2 separate regions of the Mus musculus genome follow, and region 1 is linked to region 2. The links are chromatin contacts, called in public promoter capture Hi-C maps. All regions are on one chromosome and are shown on one strand. The core of a region is the stretch at or near the end of the contact, and the rest is flanking DNA. Distances in the headings are between cores, read along the strand shown.

Evidence for each region. Promoter capture Hi-C pulls out the DNA fragments that hold promoters and counts their contacts.
Region 1: a promoter capture Hi-C map of hippocampal neurons shows a contact between it and region 2, with 8 times the contacts expected there. The contact joins the promoter of Brinp3 here to the promoter of Rgs2 in region 2. A contact is called at or near these places in 1 of 39 promoter capture datasets (hippocampal neurons) and 2 of 115 datasets of contacts at active chromatin or transcription factors (astrocytes and embryonic forebrain).

What each region holds. Positions count from the first base shown.
Region 1 is chr1:146,494,407-146,501,324 of GRCm38.p6, forward strand. Brinp3 (bone morphogenetic protein/retinoic acid inducible neural specific 3) reads left to right here and starts at 1,260. Exons shown (of 8, transcript NM_153539.3): 1 at 1,260-1,671. It overlaps Gm29514 (predicted gene 29514), which reads right to left and starts at 756. Exons shown (of 4, transcript NR_166160.1): 1 at 494-756.
Region 2 is chr1:143,998,625-144,006,276 of GRCm38.p6, forward strand. Rgs2 (regulator of G-protein signaling 2) reads right to left here and starts at 5,525. Exons shown (of 5, transcript NM_009061.4): 1 at 5,385-5,525; 2 at 4,328-4,429; 3 at 4,156-4,217; 4 at 3,492-3,658; 5 at 714-3,250. The coding sequence starts at 5,494. The coding sequence ends at 3,056. It overlaps Gm41964 (a long non-coding RNA gene), which reads left to right. Exons shown (of 4, transcript XR_878589.2): 4 at 1-47.

The DNA of each region.
Region 1 (6,918 bases), core at 10-2,509, 2.5 Mb after region 2:
GAACATTTTTATCCTCCGTAAATGATTAACCCTTCCACCATTCAGGAACTCAGTTTCTACAACAAATAAATCGATTACCAAGCTACCTTCTCTTTCGATTTCTAAAACAGACAGATATATAATTTGTAAGCTTCAGCAAGACTGAGCTGGAATCCAGGGCTAACTAAGGACTTTCCTACCTGACTGTACTCTCTACACACCTTCTGGGTCATTCAGAGAATCTCTAAAGATAAGGACCCAGAATCTTCCACCCCAAAAATACTTTTAGAAGGGAGGTGATGGTCAATCCGTGGTATAAATAAATAAATAAATCGGTTACAGTGTTATAAGCTCAAACAGGCAAGTTCCCCAGTGACAGTAGATTTCCGAGAGGAAAGGAGAAGAGAAGATAGGGATGGAAGCAGAGAAAGAAAGGTTTAGGGAGAGAACTGCGAAGGGATGGCAGGGGGTGGTCACAAAAAGAGAAAGGGAGAAGAGATCAGGCTAATCTTACCCAATCGATCCAGCGATCAGGTGATCGTTTATGCGGTATCAGGACACGAAAATGGCTCGACAATGCAATCCACAACAAAGCTATTTCTTTCTCTAGTTTAGCTTGGTAACTGCTGGAATCAAATGCAAGGCAGACATGGCACAGACGGCCACTCGTGCACCCCTCCTACCCCACCCCCAGTGGACCAGGGACAGTTCTCGGACTGCCCTAACATCTAGCTTCTTGTAGCATGGTCTTTAGCGCAGGGGCTCAGTACTGAAAGCAATTGCCTTAAACACAGGCTGCATGATTTAACGAGGAAGTGGGACCTAGGAAGGCTGCTGCCGCCTAGGTAACCCATCATCAGCCTCTTGGTCATCTTGCTAACCCTCCAAAGCATAGCGCCCTCGAAAACTCTGAGTGACTACGACCTTCAACCATTCACCTCCCAGCCCCTGTCTATGCAAAAAAAATCGCTGAGGATTAGATCAATGCAATGGGACCGGTCCTGCTGGTTTATTTGGGCTGTGTGTTAAGTCGATTTTCTTACTATGCCTGGATCAGTTTCTGCAAGGGAAAGGATTCCAAGGAAGTGCTAGTGAAATGCACTGATGGAATACTATTAATCCTAATGATAACATTCCCAGTGCAGGTAAACTCTGAAAAGAACTGTGAGTGGGAAGATCCTGCAGGATTTCCGAAGCGCTGCTCTCCTGAATTCTCATTGGATCATCCCCAGCAGCCTAAATCAGTGCTGCTGCTCTCTGAAGATGACTACAGCCTAGCTCACTAGTTGTCTACTCCTGTTTACAACACATCCTTTCACTTCTCTTTGGAGATCTGTTTGTCTTATTCATCCTGTTCTCTTGGGTTACCCAGCTTCCTCACTTTGTGGGTACTTCCAGTTTGGTACATTTGTTTGCCTGAGGATTATCATAAGAAAGGTTCCCACTGTTAACCATTCTCAGAAAAGAAAAAAAAAAGAAAGAAAGAAAGCACTTCTTTAACATTTTTGGGTTCTTGGCCCCTGGAATAAGTGACTTTCACCTGATTAGATGCCACCAGGAACTACTGAGTGTTTCCAACTCCTACTTTCCTGCAGCTCACCACTCTACACTGCTTTGGAAGATCATGGGATGTCTCCTTGAATCGTGGATATGTTTCTCTCACACTCATCTTGCTTCATTAACTTTCCTCTGGTAAGTATTTCTTTATATGTGATGAGTACTTTACTACTTGTGTTAATTTTTACTTTTAAAAAATAAGCACTACTTTTTCTCCACTCTCTCTCTCTCTGTCTCTGTCTTTTTCTGCGTTCTTTGTTCAGTTAATTTCAGATTGCAAATACTTATTTGTGTGACCATTAGTACATGATCGAACTAGTAGGATGTAGCCCATGAAATAACTTACCCCAATACCTCCTTTAAAAAGAAATTCCTCAATCCTTATACGTTTCTATCAGGTAATGTGGACATCACCTCCCAGGAATGTACCCCTCTTGGAACACAGCATTGTGCCATTTGAGGGGGTATTTTTTTTCTATTAGTCTATGATAATGCCTGTAGGATAGGTATTTCTGAAGGAGGGCTGGCTATGTATGGGTTTGAGAAAGTTCACTAGTCTCTCTGATCTTTAGAAGGTGGTCCAGGTCAGCAAGTGTTCATCTCATCCTAAACAACTGAATGGTTGAGAGAGGACTTTGGTTAAGTGTGTCTAGTGATTTAGTAGGATCCTACATACTGACATGTCACTACATGGCCAGGAAGAGTCCCGAGTTTTGAGAGCATCATTCTTTACACAATATCCAATATGTTCCTGGGCACATTGTTCTGGTCATCATGGTTACTGTCTAGGCAGCATTTTGCAATGCATTTAGATTTTGTAAATTGTGCTGGGGACAGTTAATTGGTCAGGGAGGTCTCCATTCAGATGAAGAGAGCTCTCAGAAGCCACTGATTATCTGGGTTCTAACACATTGAAATTCAGGGAGGGACTTTACATGAAAAATGTAATTGCCTCCGTCTTCACACTTGCCCACCCCTGCCCTCAGTTTTTTAATAAGTATGTTAATATGGTCCCTGTTTTGTGCTTTTATGAACATTTCTATGGTCTTTAACTGATGATCCTTCTCATTCCTCCGAGTTGCTTTGAGGAGCATTTAAATGTTGGTTTTCACTTCACATTTGGCCAAGAGTTTGGTAATTATCAATCACAAACATGCACATGGTCATAATCTGTAAAGCACAAATTTTTGCACAATCCCCCTTTATTGGGGTGGATGGAGGTGAGGATCTATTGTTTAAGCCTCTCCTTCCTAAGTTATTTTGACTCTTTTTTATCCTTTGGGGGGGGGTGTTCTTTTTAATTTCTGGGAAAGAACTGTTCCAGTCATTGATGGCTGATGCGACAATCTAGGCAATGATTCCTTTCTTTTTAATTCAAAAGGCTTTAAAGCTTCCAGACATAAAAGTACTCCAGCTGCAGCATCGCACCATCTCCCTCCCCCTCCTCAGATTCCAGGGCTTTCCCCTTTGCTTCCCACCGAGTGCGAGAGGATTTGGGGCTCACACAGTGATCCGCACCTCTTGGCGTCCCTCACCCAGCGCTAGTCTACCTGCTGTCTGTGCCAGTTCAGTTTGGTCCGTCCTGCCTTACAAGCCAGGGCCATTAGCGTCCGTGACTTCATTTGAAGAAAAGAGGCTTTGGTGTAATTCGCCAATTCAAATACCCTCTCTAGAGGACTACTGCTGTTGCGCAAGGGTGGAGGGAGAGAGAGAGAGAAGGGAGAAAACTTTCAGTGCAGTCAGACGGTTTTCTGCTTAATCAGTGTGACACAGTGAGGCACAGACGTTCGCTGTCTAGGTAAGTGCGTTTTGCTGTGTTAGAACCAGGAGCTCTGCCTTCTGTGAGGGAAATTGACAGGAGAGACAGGCTCTTGCAGCCAAGAATGCTTTAACCAGAGGGCTAGCAACAGGCGAGTGTGTCTTGGAGATTCCGCGGCAGCCCTAGGCTATATCTAAGCCTCCTGGGTTCTGGGGACGTGGAGGGCAAAGCGCCTAGTAGCCTGGCTGGTCCAGGGCTCAGTGCTGGTGCGGGAGTGCGAGGGTGGGGATGGAGTCCCGACCCGCTGGCGCAGGCTCCGCTCGCTCTCAGCCCTGCGGCTCACGGTGGACATTTGCAGCCCAGGAGAGTGAGGTTCACAAGGGGTTTTCAACCTCCCACAACGTCGACTGTCTAGTTTTCCTGGGCTCCCAAACCTCTTCTGTGTGGAAGAAAGACTTGCTTTTTCTGTAATCTCTTAACACCGTTCTGTGTTGCAATTTCTTTATTATTTTCGTGAGCTGAGTCTAAGCACAGCGCGCGATGCTTCCCCAGGATGCTGCTTTTTAAAAACCCCGATCTTTGCTGTTATCTGTCTGTTTAGTAGGGCTTAGGATAGCTGAAGTACTTTTTTTTTTTTTTTTTTTTTTTTAAGATCAGTGTTTAAGTATTGCTAATCATCACTCATGCCTTTCCTCCTTCCACTAACTCACAGAATCCGGAGGGCGGTCGGGTGAAGTGAGTTGGGTTTCAACTTGGAGTCAGGGCTTGGAATGCTATGTTATCCGCAGTCTGAGGCTCAGCAGATACAACCTTACCTTAAAGCCACTATAAAGTTCTCTTTTTATTTTGCTCACCCCCTTTTCCTGGAGGTGGGGTTGAGAGAAAGAGGACTGATTTCTGGGCTCTCAGCTCCAGTGGTGACCACCAGGGAGGGGGTGGCGCTTCTGGGCTGCGGGTTTCTGCAGCGTCTGTAGCCAAACAGGGGAAGAGAGTTGAAGTCTTTGATGGCTGTTCTCCCAGTCCCTAAGAGTTGAAGCTGAAAGCCTTGTACTTTCCTTTAGGTCCAGAACGTGATCAGTTCTCCAGCAGAGCAGGGACCTCCTTGTAAAGGGAGCCTTGGTGTGGAGATTCAGGGTAGGTTCTACTTGAAAGGGTAAAATGCACTTTCTCTTCTGTGTGAGCTGTCAAACAGCTGTTGGAAAAGAGGAGGAGGTGACCTGGGTTACAGATTAACCCTAGCATTCCTTGCAAAGGATTGCCAGACAAATATGTGTAAGCAGGAAGAAAACCCTAAGCTGTAAAGCTGTCAGAGCAGCGTGGAGACAGATGATTCAGAATCTAGGGACTTTTTCTTTTGATTTGTTTGTCATCATGCAGTTAACCAGGTAAGGACTGAAGGTCTGTGTGATATCAGCAACCTTATAGCCTGTGTTTGACCTATCTTGTGATGATACTTCTATTCCGACCTACTGAAGACATGCATTTTTTAGATGGTTCTAAGATGCATAACTTCTTAATATTTGCATTCATGAGTATGTTTAATATCATTTAGTGATTCAATGTGCATTCATTTAAATGTTTAATGTGGTTTTATTTAAATGTTGAACAGTGGTAGAAAAATCATCAAATGGACCTCGAGGAGAGGCAATGATTGGGAAGGTATAGAGTTAGAGGAAGGGGTGGGTGGTCCTAATGCAATATGGAAGTGGCACTTGCAGAAATGTCTTATACCATGTCTTTTGCTGAGGTCACAAACCTTCCTATACAGAGGGCAACTGAAGAACTATCGAGGGTCTCTTGAACTAAAAAAAGTAATTTTGACTACTTGAGAAAATGTTTTTGGGGACACCCTTATACTATCTTTTCAATCTTGAAAGCAAAAATGCTCGGGTTTGATATTAAATGGATTTATAAAATTGGAGGAGGAGATTACCCAAAGGCAGGCTTTTACATGATCCCCAGGTACAGATACATCTACGTCTAAGAAAAACAACTGAAAAATTGAAAAAAAAAAAGGGAGGGAGAGGAGAGGGAGGGAGAAAATTATGGAAACACACCTAAAATAAACTTTTTATTTTTCGTCAAAGTTTGGTAGATATATAGATTGAGCAGCCAATAGATTTCTTCCATTATCAGATTGAATGTAAGTAGAATAATACATCTGCAGGGTCTAATGTATTTTATTATTATTATTACTGTCTTCATTTTGTTAAATTCTGGTTAGAGTTGAAGGAGCTGAGAATTTGCAGATAGTGAAGCAGAAAACCCATCAAATTAATAAGACACCATCATAAAGCCATGTCAGTTGCTAATAGCATTTTGTCTAGGAAATTATCTTTACAATATCTGTGAAATAATTTTAGTGCTTACATTTATTGACTTAGACCTCTGAGTCAATATTTTTTTCTGCTTGTAAGGTTCCCGGATAAAATATTGAATAAATAAGAATAATTGCTACTTTTGGTTGGAAAGCTGCAAAGTTGTAGTACTTTTCTTAGTTAGAAGCAAATGGCAGTTTTACCCCACAAGAGAAAGTCATTAACAAATTTCAATTTGCCAGTTCTTTTACATTTTAGTCTCTGGAGGTTGTTGTAAAAAGCATGCTCATTATATCTCTATGTGGATGTGTGCATCTGTATTCAATTTTGGATTGATGGAGAATATATTTATGTGAAATGCCCTTTAAGTCATAGTCTTTCAGTGAAATATACAGGAGATCATTTAAGGATCAATTTCATTTACTTTTAACTGAATCAGGTATTATTTCATCCTCTCTTAGGCTATTTTGCTTTAAGAAAACCAACATTATTGTATAAATGTATGATTCTTAAATTATAGTACCTGTTGCTTGTTTTCAACAAAATTATTGGTGCACTACAGCTAAATAATCAAATCTGAGTTGAAAGAAGCAACTTTGTTAAAGCATAGGTGTTTGGACTCCTGTTACGAATACATGCACACACCATCCTTACAGTTAACTGTGTATTAGACTGATGCTATTAAGTGCAATACAATTGCTTTCCCAAATAGTTCTGCATAGGCGTGTTCTGCACGAGGGAGAAGAAACATAGTTGGGGTCTTTATAACTTCTATTTCTTGCTGTTAAAAGGTATGTTCCTATCATTTTTCAAATGAAAAGATACTGGTAAGAGCAAGATTCAAAAATTTTTATTAATATAGAAAATGGACATTAATATTGATATACTTCCAGCATAAATGAAACTAGAATAACAGTATGGGACAAGATTAACATAAATCTATTTTTTTAATAAAAGAGAAGCCCATGTATGTTTGTAATTATGTTTAGGATATAGGATCAATGATATAGTTTTTTGAAGACTCTTTCCATTACTTACTTCCCCTCTGAAGAGGAAGTTCACGGGAAAAGTTGAACTTTGGAAGACTTTCTCCTGCATCTCCATTTTAGTTCTACCTCATTTATATTGTCCTAATAAGACTTGTTCTCACCAGTTTTATTTTCTTATTTCTCACATGAGTAACAAAGAGTAGAGTATGTTTTCTAAGGACATGCCAAGATAAAATTGAAAGGAGTTAAAGGCAAACATGCTACAAAAATACCACAATTCATCCACTCCAAGGATTCCTGTATCTTTGGATTTCTT
Region 2 (7,652 bases), core at 4,275-6,774:
CACGAGAGGCCATGGAAAATACCATCTCAATAAAGCTTATGCTTTCAAAAGCACTGCAAGTTGAAACTTTTGATTTATTTATTATTTTTATTACTGGCTTTTTCTTTCTACCAAAGGTCAAATGGCATGGGGAATATGCCTAGTTAAAAATATTTATTGATTGATTGTCAAATGAAAAAGTTCTGAAAATATCTACAACCATTCCCATTCGAGACTGGAATTTTCAAATCTTGTACTTAAAAAAAAAAAAAAAAGCTAGGTATTGTGAAATATGCCTGCAGTCCCGTATACTTCAGAGCCTGGAGACAGGGGAATCACTCAAGTGTAGTAATTTAGGACTAGCTTGGGAATTATAATCTGATCTCTTCCTTAAACAAACAAAAAATAAACAAACAAAAATCCACCCAACAACAAACAAAAAAATCCCTAGTAAAATTTGTCTTTATCTTTCTGTGCATTGACAGATACTTCCTATCTCACTAATTCCGTACAGTTTCTTCCAACATCCATCCGTCCGTCCGTCCATTCATCTATTTATCCATCCATCTTGCTCAAGCTGTATAACAGATGCTGGAATCTGCAGAGAGGGGAGAGAGAGAGAGAGAGAGAGAGAGAGAGAGAGAGAGAGAGAGAGAGAGAGAGAGAGAGGCACAGGATCTTCACTTGTGCTTTTCATAATCTAACTGAAAAAGTTAAAATTATCAAACAATTATGAAAAATGAGAAATACCTTTATTAAGTATTAAATTACAGAACCCATTGCTGTGACAACATCTAAAACGAGATGTGGTCTAGGTAGGAGATCAGAGTCCACTTCCCTGGGGAAGTGGCAATTGCATTGATAGGTGTGTGGTGAGCAAGAGCTAAAATTACACTGCGGAGAGGAACCATTAGACAGAAAGATTCCCTGGGGCTGAGGGACATAGCATCTTCAAGCAAATGGAAGGCGGCCAGCAATGCTGGTGCAGGGGATTGTGTACCAGGTTGGAACGTAAGAGGAAGTCAGCCCTGTGGGGTTATGCTATATTAGGAATGCTGCTTTCATCTTAATGTTCAGGAGAGCCGTCAGCGGTTGGTAAGTGACAGGAGGCAAGATCAGGTTTGTGTGTTGAAAGCATCACTAGCGTTAAGAAGGAACTATATAAGGTGTAGGAGGTAGCAGAGAGTGGTGGGTTAACTGCAGGCATGGTGGCATCTTCTATCAGACTGGGGACTGAGGAAAAGCTGCACAGAGTGTGAGGTAAATGGAACTTAATGGCAAAGGAGATTTGTTAGGCAAAGCCTTTATGAATTAAGCGCTATAGAGACCTGGCATATTTGTCATATTTCCATCACAGTATCACTGTTTCAATGAATTCAGAACTCACTTATGCCAACGGTATTTATTTTATTCTGTACCTGTTATATGTCATTCTGGCTTCTGGTGATACAGAAATGAGCCAGGTTGTCCCTCCTGTACTTGTGCTTGTTCCAGACATCTGGTTAAAGGTGTGAATTAGGGTAGTCATAAAGACTATTTCTTTTGGCAAATAGATAAAAAGTTACCCATTTAGTATGTTCCAATTCTCAAGTCCCCATTATTGTGTATATTAGGGAGATGGGTAGAGAGGTATCCAGGGAGGGCCCAGGGACACAAAGCGATGGGATGTCATTGAGTTAAGGTCTTCCAATTTCAAGCTGAGGGTGCCCCCCATCTCCTCCCATTTACTAAAACTTCCAGATATAGAAAATTTGCTTCAGAAAGGGAATTCCTCCAAATTAGCCAGAATGAAGGCTTTTCTCAGCTAGAACATATTCCTGCATTTAGTGCAAGCAAAGCACTTGCTTTCTTCTTCAGTGTTACCCAGAGTAGCACAGATTATTAGCCAAATGAAGGCAGGAGGTGCAGGAAACTTGGGGTTTTCGTATTGCCCCATCACAGAAGAAAGAACTGACCAGGTTCTTGCCCATGCCAGGTGTCTGGAACCAAGCATACGCCAGGCAGGCCCACATTTACACGAACCTTTTCCTTTTCTTAGGCTGTTTGGCCCTGTAACTTTACTTACTAATATTTAGCTGGTCCTTAACACACAGGTCAATGCTCTTTTTTTCTTTTTCTTTTATTAAATAACACATTTGACTTTCACAATGAGTGGTTCTAGGAATGTGGTCTGATGTTTTTAAGACTACATAATGTCTATAGGTTTAAGGAGAACATCTTCCTCGAAGCAAGCATTTCCCACTTCTCAGCTGTTGATTTCTCAGTGGGCAGGTACAACAATTGATCCACACTGATACCTCTTTGCTAGAAAGTTCTTTTCTCTGATAGCTGACATATTTCCAGTTACTGAAATCAAACAACAGAACCACATCGGGACTTCCAAATGTTCAATGACATTATTTAGCAAAATAAATTTATTAAAAGTATTCAAAAACCACTTCAAAGTTTAGCTGCCCGCAAGACAGTTTTTGGCACTCGTAACAGACGCTGGTTCTACAGCACGGCACAGCATTCGGTCCATCACACACACCATTTAACAACTCAAACATACTTCTCAGTTTCAGTGATACGTGACACACTAGTACTAATGATCTGTAGTCCTAAGAACGTCAACACCCTTGCACACAGTAAACATTGTAATGTTACTTAGTACTAAAATATTAAAACTAGAACTAACACCACTATGTGGTAACATGGACTAGTTTAGGGAAGGTGTACAGCCAACTAGCTAAGGCCACATAATCCCAGACCTATTGATTTTAAATGCTCCAACAACATTGCATCGGATCTTTCATCTCAAACTCTGCTTTCCCGACAAGGAGGAAGAACACATTCAGAGGCCTGTTCCCTCCCTCTGTTCTTCACACAGTGAGGGAAGCCGTTCTCACACAGAGCCTCTCCTAGGTTGCTGACTTCCTGATTCACTACCCAACATTGAATCAATAGTTCTGAGCGATGTTTTCCTAACACTCAGGCTGAATTCAAGGTCAGTTTTTTTTTTTTTTCTGGCAGGTCACAGCCTTTGCTCTTGGGAGACAGAATGGAATGTCCTTTGTGTGTGGGGGGACTCCTGGTCTCATGTAGCATGGGGCTCCGTGGTGATCTGTGGCTTTTTACATAAGTCCTGGTAGAATTCGGACTCCAAGAACCGAGGATAAGAATTGTTCTCCATCAAACTGTACACCCTCTTCTGAGCTGTGGTGAAGCAGCCACTTGTAGCCTCTTGGATATTTTGGGCAATCAGAGATTTCGTTTGGAAGTCTATGTTTATCTGAAAGAACAAAACAAAAGTCCATTTATTGGCTAGTCAACACTGCAGATTGATGCTTAATAATAAAACATAAAGGTGTAACTTGTGATCAGTTATAACTGTCAACTTTGGAGAAACTTAAATGTTAGGACAGCTGGGATGAGAGGCGCACAGGGCTCTTCTCACTTGTGCTTGAATGTGGTGTATTCAAGTCTCAGGTTTCAACAGTGTTGAAGGTGATCTGAGGCGCCTGTCTTCTTACCTCTTTGGGAGCTTCCTTCTCTATGAAGTCGGTATAGATTTTCCTTGCTTTTGAGGACAGTTTTTGGGGTGATTTGGTTTTTTTGAAGTCTTCACAAGCCAACCAGAATTCAATGTTTTCTTCACAGAACTCGGACTTTAAAAACGCCCTGAATGCAGCCAGCCCATCTGGAAGCACAGGAAAAGCAGCATGAATGGAACGACCGAATTATACACAGTTCTTCTGCACAAAATGATCAGTTTCCTAGACTTCATTCAAGCCTGTCATTCTCTAGGTCTGGCTCTTTAAGCACTAAGATGCCAGTAGGCAAAAATGCTTAAGTTTGTAGTCTGCAACAAAAGTATACTTAACTTCACTGGCACTGCAAGACCAGTGTTTATAGGCCATAAGTTCACTAGGAACTAGGGCTTTTGAAAATATTCTATGCAATGGAAAAGCTGACTCAACCACAGCCTGAGTAACTGGCATTTTAATTTTTAGGCTAACTTTTCTTCCCCACCTGAGGTGAATACCTCTTGCTTCCCCATGATTAAACCCAGTGATATAAGGGAAAGAAAAAGAGGCTTTGAACTGTCAGTGGTGGTAATGTCTAATGCACTTCTTGCAATCATTTCTAGGCTTTTAAAGATACTGGTGAGAGATCACATTCAAGAGGTGAACTTACATTTACTGGCCAGCAGTTCATCAAATGCTTCTGCCCAGAGCTGCGCTTCCTCAGGAGAAGGCCTGCAAGAGAAGTTCCGCAAATGAGCTCCCCAACACACATCAGTTCCCCTTCCCCTTTTGCTTGGCTTGGTTAGATATTCATCTCTGTAACTACAGGATCCGAAACTTACTTGATAAAAGTTTGCTGTTTGCTTTTCTTGCCAGTTTTGGGCTTCCCAGGAGCAGAGGAATTCTGCAAGAAGTAGCTCAAACGGGTCTTCCAATCCTTTAAGCTGGAAAAAAAAAGAGAGAAAAAAAAAATACTTCAAGTGGCAATTCTTGAACGGTCAAACTATCATCAGCTGCAGTAGCTACAAACAAAGCAGATGAGTCTCTCCCTCTTAGCTTTTAAACCCAGCACCTCAGAACACAGTTTTATCCATTCATCCGACTATAATGAGCTTTACAAGCAGGATAGGACTACATAACAGCCAGGGTATTTTAAATTTTCACCAGTTATTTCTGACCTAATAAACAGGTAGTGGATTTTCTGCATGGTTAAACTACAGCTTGCTGTCATTTTTCAATTGAGAACAGCAGTCTTGACCCAGCTGATGTTTCTTCCCTTTCTGCACTGGGGGTAGGAGGGTCTGCACTATGCCAGAGACAATGCATAGGTGTGTGTGTGTGTGTGTGTGTGTGTGTGTGTGTGTGTGTGTGTGTGTGATGGATTCCCTAGCTCCCCTCTGCGACCGCCCACAGTGCTTCTCCGCAGCAGATACTGCAGAGCAAATTACTCATTCCATAGTCGTGACTGGGTGAGCCCTACTTTATGATTTAAAAATGGATCTCATACATTGCGAATCAACTCAAACATCTCCACCCAGCAGCTATGCAAGCAGCTCAGAACTAACAATGCAACGTCCAGACGCCGGTGGACGTTATTCAGCTACAGGATTCTGATGCCACATTAAATGCAGAACAAAAAGCCAACCAGCCCTTCTCAGATCATCTACCGCCACCTTCTTCAACCATTTCCTATAGTTCCTAAACTCTCGGAGCTCACATAGAAAAAAAGCAAATACCACCATATCTAGCAAGCTAACCCCCCACCCCCCAAGCCCCCACACTTTCTCTGCAGAGGTGCAGACTAGAGAGCATTCAAAGCCGAGATCGAGGGAAGGTAGGTCCCTAGCAGCAAAGCCAGGCTGGGTATGAAGAGCTCTTCGGGAGACAGGGCATACTCACAGTGTCCGCTTCATTTTCTCCCGCTTCTCCTCGACCTTGGGGCCGTTGCCTGCACTCTTGTCCATGGGTACGCAGTCGTGCTGGACAGCCAGGAACATGGCACTTTGCATTCTCAGACTCCCGCGGCCACCGCAGCTGTTTGAGGCCGGGAGCGCGCCGCGGGCTTTTAAGGCGGGCGGCGGCATAGGGGCGGGACCTGGAGGCGTCAGCCACGCCCCAAGAGAGCGCGGATTGGCTCGCTGCAGACGGCACGAGGGCGGAGTCGCCCCGGCCTGTGGCAGTCACGGCAGCCCCCGAAGGGCCTGGAAGCGAGGGCGCTGTTGACGTAGGCGCCGCATCCTCGTGCGCACACAGGGTGGGAGGTGGCGGGCGGGGACACAGAGAGATTTGGTAGGCACTTCGGGCAGCCACGCGGTGAAGGGTCTCCGAGTTCTTGGCTTTTCCTTTACTGAAGACCGTACCTTTTACTCGTGTGCGTGTGTGTGTGTGTGTTCGCGCGCGCCCCACCTTTGTATCTATTGTTCATCCGGACACCCATAAACTGCAGCTGGGATGGGGAGAGCCCTGCTGGCTGCACTCAGCAACTCTACCTATTTTAGAGAAGGAAATCAAACAACTAGAAAAACCTGAAATATGGACTGTTGAGTAAGGTGCTGTAGCTCGCTCAGGCACCTTGGAATTCCTAAAGGGAATTCCACGCTACTCAGGGAGGAAGCGGGAGAAAGTTTCTATTAAAACCTGGTGTTTTAACCAGTTCTGCAGTTTTGATCTTTAAATGCATGGCTGCAGCAGGCTGTGGCTTTGCAGGGTCGTTCCCCAGGAGACCCGAGGGGCATCTCCTGCGGGGCACAGCAAAGATCAGAGAGATAGGTGAGAAATACAAAGGGAAACCCAGGATCTCGCAGTTCTGCTGCACACGGATCATGTGTAGTTTCAGAGCGTAAGGAATCAGGATTTCCTCATGAGTCATTCACGGTTGAACAGATTTAGGAATTACTAGATGTTCAACTGCTTAAGTTAAGGTGGCGGTGCAGTGGGGGCTAGAGCTAGATGTGAGAGCCGGTTGGTGTAAAGAATTTGTTTGGGTAAGCTTCATTTGTGAGAACCCCTGTCTCTGCTCCTGCAGGGTTTAATAAGCCCTGATTTGTAAGAACTAATACATGACTTCAACTACAAACTGATTCAGCTTCCTATGTTACCAGAATGATGCGGCGGAATACCTAAGTGGTTTTCCCATAAAGTCTGAACAGACTAACAAAAAGGTACGGCTTAGGCTCTAGTTATTCTGATTCATACTAGATCTACTAAAAGGAAAATGAAGACCCATTCTCAAACTGGGAACCAAGCAACACATTGTGACAAGCTGAGGGTAGTTTGAGTCAGAGATCAAAGTCTGCAGTCGCTAATGAAGAAGATTGGTATAGCCTTATTATAGAAGGAATATCATTTCGATTTTAGCAACAAATACTTGATAGCATGCTTATGAATCTGTAAGATGAAATTTTTAATAAGCCGAAAAGATCTGCACTGTTTCTACATTTGCTTTAATTTCTGACGATTTAATACATATTTATTAAGCTTGTGTTAATAAAATAGTGTTGCTCGTTAAAATATCTGTAATGTGCAGGCATAGTTGACTTTTTTTTAACAATACAAAACAGGACTTTTTTTTTCTTACAACCCTGGGTATTAAAATCATCAATATAGGTCAGGTGACCCTTGACACTTGTGGCTGTTAGCAGGTGTAATCAGAGCCAGTAGTTGCTAAGTCTCTGTTAGGGCAGTCACTTTCCTCCTGCCTGAGCCCTAATTTCTCATGACTAAGAGCAGCAATGTGATTTTTTCTTCTCCTTTTTTTTTTTTTTTTTTTTTGCCAGTCTCAAAAGATACTATGCAAATCTTGCATTTAAGACCCTTTGTAATGGCAACAAAGTGCATTATTTTGCACATACAAACAGAGCAATGTCAAGCTAGCTTTTCAGCATAAAAAATCTGTAAGAAGTAACTCAAAATTAATTAGGTTCTAAATGTGTAAATTCTATCAACTAGCAAGATAATGCAGTTTGTGTGTGTGTGTGTCAAGCTTATGACAAATTGATGTTTATATAATAAATGAGTAAGGACAAGAAACAAAATAGTTCATATTTAGCACCTTCAAGATCTTTAAACCTGAAAAGCTCTGCTCTTTTTATACATTAACAAAGTGAATTTACATGTGCCCTACTAACTAGTTGAAAGGTAGACCACCCTAGATGATTTTTGTATTTA